2 separate regions of the Mus musculus genome follow, and region 2 is linked to region 1. Evidence: chromatin contacts called from public HiChIP or PLAC-seq data. All regions are on one chromosome and are shown on one strand. Each heading gives the region's core, a stretch centred on a gene start, on an enhancer-like site or on the middle of the called end of the contact. The rest is flanking DNA. Distances are from core to core; before and after follow the strand shown. Region 1 overlaps Pald1 (phosphatase domain containing, paladin 1). Region 2 holds the start of Nodal (nodal).

Region 1 (3,079 bases), core at 351-2,850:
ACTAGGGTCCCTGAGGTTCTCATGAAGGCTCTCCTTGTCTCGAGGTGTGTAAGACACAAAGTCCTCCTCAGCGCGCAAGAACACCACAGGCTCCTCCCGCACGCAGAAGATAATGCACTCCTGGCAAAAAGAAGCCATTACCCCTGTCCTGCACAGACACCCGTCCCCTATCCAACCTCTACACCTTTGCCCAGATAGTTCCTCCCTCATCCAGGGTGAGGATGCATCTTTCCATTCTCCTCTCAGGGCAACTATTTTCACAAGTACTATACTAACATGCGTATTAACAAGTATTAGCATGTCAGTATGTCTGTCTTTTCTCTCTGGTGGACTACGCATCACCCAGGCAGAATCGTTCTGGTCTAGGCCCACAATACCCAGCACAGAGTCCTGGCTAAATCAGTTGCCTGATACAAAGACCAGCTAAAAAAAAAGACTGAGCTAGCCCATCATGTGGCAGTCTCTGGAGTTGGGAAGTAGCGCCCTAGTCACCTCTCAGTCCCTCTGAGGCTCTCAAGAACAGAGTTTAGCAGAGGCTTCAGACCTTAGGCAGCTCTCAACAAGACAATGCAATATGCACTCTCCAGTTTCTGTTCTGAAGTTCCAGGCCTCATCCAAGCCACACTTCCCCTCCCCAGCCCAAAGTGAACCGCCCCAGAGCCTCGGAGTCACCTCTTGCCATGAAAGGCCAGCCTCCTTGGGAAGCTCACCTTGAGTCCGTCCGTCTGGAGTTTCTGCAGGACCCTCCTGAACCCCAAGAGGCTGGGCTGTCCCATGCCAAACACAGGGAGGCCTCCCCGCACCTGCCGGAAGTTGGGAGCCCCACAGCTCTTCAAGGTGCCCAGTATGTCCATCTTCTCGGTGATGTCACGCACCAAGAAATAGCGACCCTGGGAGAGAGAGCCACAGCAGGTCAATCAGGGTTTCTCCTCAGACAGAACTACACCCTGGGCTCTAGGGAACAGGGAGGCAGGAACGGAGGCAGGGCTGGAGACACGGTTCCGCCCTCAACTTGCTTGTAGATTCATGGAACTGTGATGGGCAACACTGTTCGGTTCAGGAGAACCAGAGAAAGATGGGGCCAGCCAGGCCTTGAAGAGAGCAGATATTGGAAGTGAAACCAAAGCCAGGCTCTTTGAGAGAAGGTCATGTCTAGATTGAGATAGAAGATAATTAGGCAAGCTCCTTAGCCCCACCTGTAGGGGGTTGGTCTGGCGCTGCTCACCCAGCCTCTGTTATGTAAATCTTGCTCATTGTTAATTGGTCAATAAAAGCCTGTGATTGGGCAATAGAGAGAGGCAGGCGGGTTTTCAGTTACTTGGCTGAGAATCACAGGTAGAGAAGGAGGAGAAGAAAGGACAGGGAGGAGAGAGGAAGAAGCCACCAAGAGAGGCAACAGCACGTGGTCAGGAGAAATGGCAACAGGGACATATGGCTGGGATATAAGTTAGAACAGCTCCAAACCTGCCCAATCTAGCCTTACCGTTGGTAAATAAAATACCTGGATTGTGTGTCTTTTATCCGAGCTCTCTAGTCCCAAGGACTCTCCTTTTATACCCACTAGTCCCAAGGACTCCAGACTTGGGTGAAATGACACACAGTTACCACAGGAGGTGGAGTGGAGATCAGAATACTGGCTGGTCAAGAGTTCACTCCTGGGCAAACCAGAATCCCGGGGAATCAATCCCTGTGACCCTTGTCTGACAGACAAGGAGTGAGACCTGTACTCCCAGAGAAGCCAGGAATCCCCACAATGACTGTCACATAGTCAGTCAGTCATCCAAAGCCTTGCCATTGCTGCATGGCCCTCACCACCATTCATGGGACAACAGGAGCAAGCAACAGCAGGTCTGTGAACTTTTTACCCACCCCCTAGGAGACGCTGGCCACTTTTAGAGTCTAAAACATCGATTCTCAACCTGTGGGTCACAACCCCTTTGTCAAATCTCTATCTCTGAATAGATTTATATTACGGTTCATAACCACAGCAAAATTACTGTTATAAAGTAGCAACAAAAATAATTTTATGATGGCGGGGGTCGGTCACCATGACATGAGGAACTGTCGTAAAGAATTTGCAGCATTGGGAAGGTTGAGAACCAGTGCTCTTAAAGAGACGGAGAATACTAGAGAGGGCAGGGATGGAGAGCAGGAGCTAGAATCTAGGGTCAGGACCCCTAAGGGATTGGGGAGCATGGGATATATGGGGCCTGGCTCTGCTGACACATAAATCATGGTGGCCCAGCCTCTGCATCCCTGAAACCCATTTTTCTATCTAACTCAATTTTCATATCTATCTGCAAACCTTTCCTGCAAAGAATTGAAAGCAAACACATCCTGCTTTGTTGGACAGGTCATGCAGGCTCTGTTATAGCCTGGCGGTTCTGCCATCGAAGCACTAGGTATCAGCAGGTGATGTCCAAGTGGAAGCACCTAACAGTGAACCAATAAAACTTTATTTATATCAACAGGTGGTGGGCCAGATCTGACCTGCAGTGTGTAATAAGCTGGTGCCTCAACTGGATGGCCTGTACGGTCCTTTCCCACCTCACACACTCTGGAATCCAAGGGTGGTTAAGAAGAACTGAGGAGCTGGGGACATGGCTCAGTGTAGAATGCTTGCCTAGCATATGAAAAATACCCTGCAGTCCAAAGAAGGATGGAGAGACAAAGATAGAGTGGGAAAAGATGGAAGTGGAGGAGAGGCAGAGAAGTGTGGGGTGGGGTGGGAGTGGGGCTGCTCTCACCTGCACCAGGTAGTGCTCGGGGGTGGCATCCGAGAGCCGGCCCATCCTGTAATGGGCCTTGAGCAGCTCATCGTGGATCTGGAACTCCTCCTTGCAGTTGTACCTGCAGAGTGAAAACTGGAGTCAGACAACCTCTGTTGGTCCCTTACACCGTCACCAGAACACACAGCAAAGCCACCTCACCCCAACCCATGTAGCTGCCTCTTCATCCTCATACCCAGAACACCAGAGCTGACACTGATACCTGGGCTATTCCACTGAAAACTACATTTCCCATCTCCCATGCTGCTAGCACATTTCTCAGCCTCCCTTGCAGCTAACACATTTCCCAG
Region 2 (3,079 bases), core at 213-2,712, 66 kb after region 1:
AGTCAGGGTGCCTGCAACCTCAGGCTCCTTTCAGCTGTTTAGAGCAGTTCCTACAGGATCACGCAGGTCTGCGGGCCCTGTGTGTCTCCCTCTGCTTCCAGCACCTGCTCATCCCGCAACTTGTGAGAGCGCCCAAGTGGGTAAAGTACCCAGCACATAGTAGGTGTTCAGTAAATGTTAGGCAGCTGCTAATGTGCTAGTTGGAGGCTTGAAGGGGGCAGGGTGGGGGTGGGGAGTAACTAAGAGAAAACTAGTCATGGAGGAGGAAAACATGGGGGCGGACTTTGGGACAGGAATTTACATTTCTTTAAAGGTAATTTCTATCCCGCCTTCCCTTTTGAAAACACAAAGGCTAGGATCTTTCCATCCTGCAAATTCTCTTCTCAATGGCTCCCTTCCTAAGAACTCAATCATTTATGCAGCGTGAAAGAATGACCACCCCTTGCCCTACCACCCCTTACCCTAAGCCTTACGCGTATGGCATATTTGTTACATTGAATTTCCTCATAAACAAGAAATATGACTGAGGACAGTTACTTTGAGAAAAACCAAAGACATTTAATTCTGTCTTGGGCAGACAAAGTCAGCAGGTCTGGAGAGTGACTGAGATGTCCCAGGGCTCTGCCCCGCAGGCAGGAGATGCAGCCAGCAAACCTCCAGCTTTTCTTTTCCACCTTCAAAAACTCCCATAGCAAGCAGGTAAGGACCTGTCACCCTCAAACCACCAAGAATCAAGATTCCCTATAGCTGGGCCTTCAGCTTCCAGTAATTATTCCCCTTGCTCCCCAGGAGGGCACTTTGGTATTTGAAGCTGGCATTTGTCACCAAGAACAAGGTCCCTAGAGCTCATCTTTTGTTTTGTTTTGTTTTGTTTTGTTTTTCGAGACAGGGTTTCTCTGTGTAGCCCTGGCTGTCCTGGAATTCACTCTGTAGACCAGGCTGACCTCGAACTCAGAAATTCACCTGTTGGGCTGGTGAGATGGCTCAGTGGGTAAGAGCACCCGACTGCTCTTCCGAAGGTCTGGAGTTCAAATCCCAGCAACCACATGGTGGCTCACAACCATCCGTAACGAGATCTGGCGCCCTCTTCTGGAGTGTCTGAAGACAGCTACAGTGTACTTACATATAATAAATAAATAAATCTTAAAAAAAAAGAAATTCACCTGTCTCTGCCTCCCGAGTGCTGGGATTAAAGGTGTGCGCCACCATACCCGGCTAATCTTTGTTCTTTCAAATTCTCAATAACCCCTAGTTACCTAGGGGCCTTGCCAATGAAGGATGTAGCTCAGGCTAGCCTGGTGCTACCCAGAAGAGAGGACTGGCCCCTAGCCCAGCACTCCCTACCTGTTTTTGGATGAACTGGAGAGGACCGCGAGGGGTCCAGAAGAGGCAGAGTAAGGAAGCCATTATTGTGGTTCTGGGGTTGAAGCCAGCCAGGGCTCCAACACACCTCTAGCTCATCAAGCTTCACTCGGAGCAAGCCTTAGCCCGCTGTCTCAGCAGGGAGACTTCCCGAGGTAGAGGGGCAAGGTGCGGGGCGGTTTAGACTCAGAGTCTGTATGCACCCCTAACTCCCCCCCCCCCCCCCCGCCACAATTTCTCTGTAGTCTTTCTCAGCACATCACACCTCCCCTCAGCAGGGGCTCCCCTGCCCTGCCCCTCCAGGGTGGTTATAAGTTCTTAACCTATAGGTTATAGGCCTCTCCGGAGGGAGGGAGGGAAAGGGGCGGGGCGGCGGCGGCTCAGATATAAGGGACCCTGGTGTTGTTTGCGGGTCCAAACAGCCCACCATGAGTGCCCACAGCCTCCGCATCCTTCTTCTTCAAGCCTGTTGGGCTCTACTCCACCCGCGCGCCCCGACCGCGGCCGCTTTGCCTCTGTGGACACGGGGGCAGCCCTCGTCACCGTCCCCTCTGGCGTACATGTTGAGCCTCTACCGAGACCCGCTGCCTCGGGCGGACATCATCCGCAGCCTCCAGGCGCAAGGTAGGCTGCAAGCCTGGCCTCGCCAGCACTTAAGGGCTCACGGCCGGGAGGCGCGCGATGGTTGCAGCGGGGACTGAGCATCAAGAATCGTCCAGAGACTGGGATTAATTGTTTCTCCGTGGGCAGGCTCAGCACAGCGCTAGTGGCGCGATCGGAATGGAACCAGGGGCCACCGCCTTTCCGGTCGGTCCTACCTCTAATGGTAGAGGGTAAAAAGGGTAGGGCGTGGGCCGGATTGCGCCACTGAGCACCTGCGAGTCTCAGTTTGCCCATCTGTAGTTTAGAAATCGTAAGACCTTTTTGATAGACTTATAGAAGGGACTAGGTGACAACGCCCCATCTCCCCCAGAAACGCTCTGCCCAGAACCGGGCGTAAAATAAAACAAGTCGTTACTGGTTTTATCCCGGTTGCAGCAAGTGACACCAGGAACTAGGGCTCAAAGATCCGAAATTAGAGATCGGGTGTAGAAAGTCCAGAACTCAGGCAACTCTCGTGGTTGGGCGGTGTCAGGTGTCCTTGGTGACCAACAGGCTCGGAACCTACTTGGATCGAGGTGTTCGTGTGTGTGTGTGTGTGTGTGTGTGTGTGTGTGTGTGTGTGTGTGTGTGTGTGTGTGTGTGTGTTTGACCCAGCGACCTGAGTGATGCTCACCAGAGTAGGCCGACAGGTGGGTGCCCAGGAGAGGGAGTTCGGACTCAGGACTACCTTCCTGGGCGCAATCAACATCTCGCCTCTTGGGCAGCTTGGCCAGCCCGCTCCTCTGTCCTCTGGGGCCAGACGGCCCTCCGCGGGACCCGGACGCAATCCACATCTTCTAATCCGGTCTGACCCGCCGCCCGCCGGCCCTCACGACCTGGAGGCGGAGTCCCTAGTCCCCTGCCTGCAGCGTCTGGGCTGTGACTGCCGGTGACCCTCTCTTGAAGGGTCATCTGGGGACCGCGGAACAGGACAGCCTGGAGGGCAAGGCAATGGGAAATCAGTGGGATGCTAGGCCCCTCCGCCTAGGGTCGGACAGAGGTAAAGCCGGGAAAACATACCTTTCCAGTTCACTTCCCTTCTAGAAAGTTCTGGAAGGTTTGTATGGTGATGGGA

What was found. HiChIP or PLAC-seq counts read pairs in DNA pulled down with a chosen protein or histone mark.
Region 2: an H3K27ac HiChIP or PLAC-seq map of embryonic stem cells shows a contact between it and region 1, with 13 read pairs. The contact joins the promoter of Nodal here to the enhancer-like site in region 1. A contact is called at or near these places in 9 of 39 promoter capture datasets (the 3T3-L1 cell line, the C10 cell line, cranial neural crest and 4 more), 5 of 15 datasets of contacts at CTCF or cohesin (embryonic stem cells and pro-B cells), 123 of 484 Hi-C or Micro-C datasets (the 3T3-L1 cell line, 8-cell embryo, the AML12 cell line and 70 more), 22 of 115 datasets of contacts at active chromatin or transcription factors (the HPC-7 cell line, astrocytes, bone marrow-derived dendritic cells and 8 more) and 4 of 9 other capture datasets (adipose tissue, embryonic stem cells, liver and 1 more).

What each region holds. Positions count from the first base shown.
Region 1 is chr10:61,350,186-61,353,264 of GRCm38.p6, forward strand. Pald1 (phosphatase domain containing, paladin 1) reads right to left here. Exons shown (of 20, transcript NM_013753.2): 3 at 2,748-2,850; 4 at 711-890; 5 at 1-120. Among named protein-coding and RNA genes, the nearest start is that of Pald1, 32 kb to the right of the region's middle. Within about 2 kb of position 1,601, at least 7 of the 459 cell types and tissues checked have an H3K27ac peak or open chromatin away from gene starts, as enhancers often do. A contact at or near this core is called in differentiating embryonic stem cells, embryonic stem cells, extraembryonic ectoderm and 1 more, where this site is marked.
Region 2 is chr10:61,416,510-61,419,588 of GRCm38.p6, forward strand. It overlaps Nodal (nodal), which reads left to right and starts at 1,463. Exons shown (of 3, transcript NM_013611.5): 1 at 1,463-1,986. The coding sequence starts at 1,791.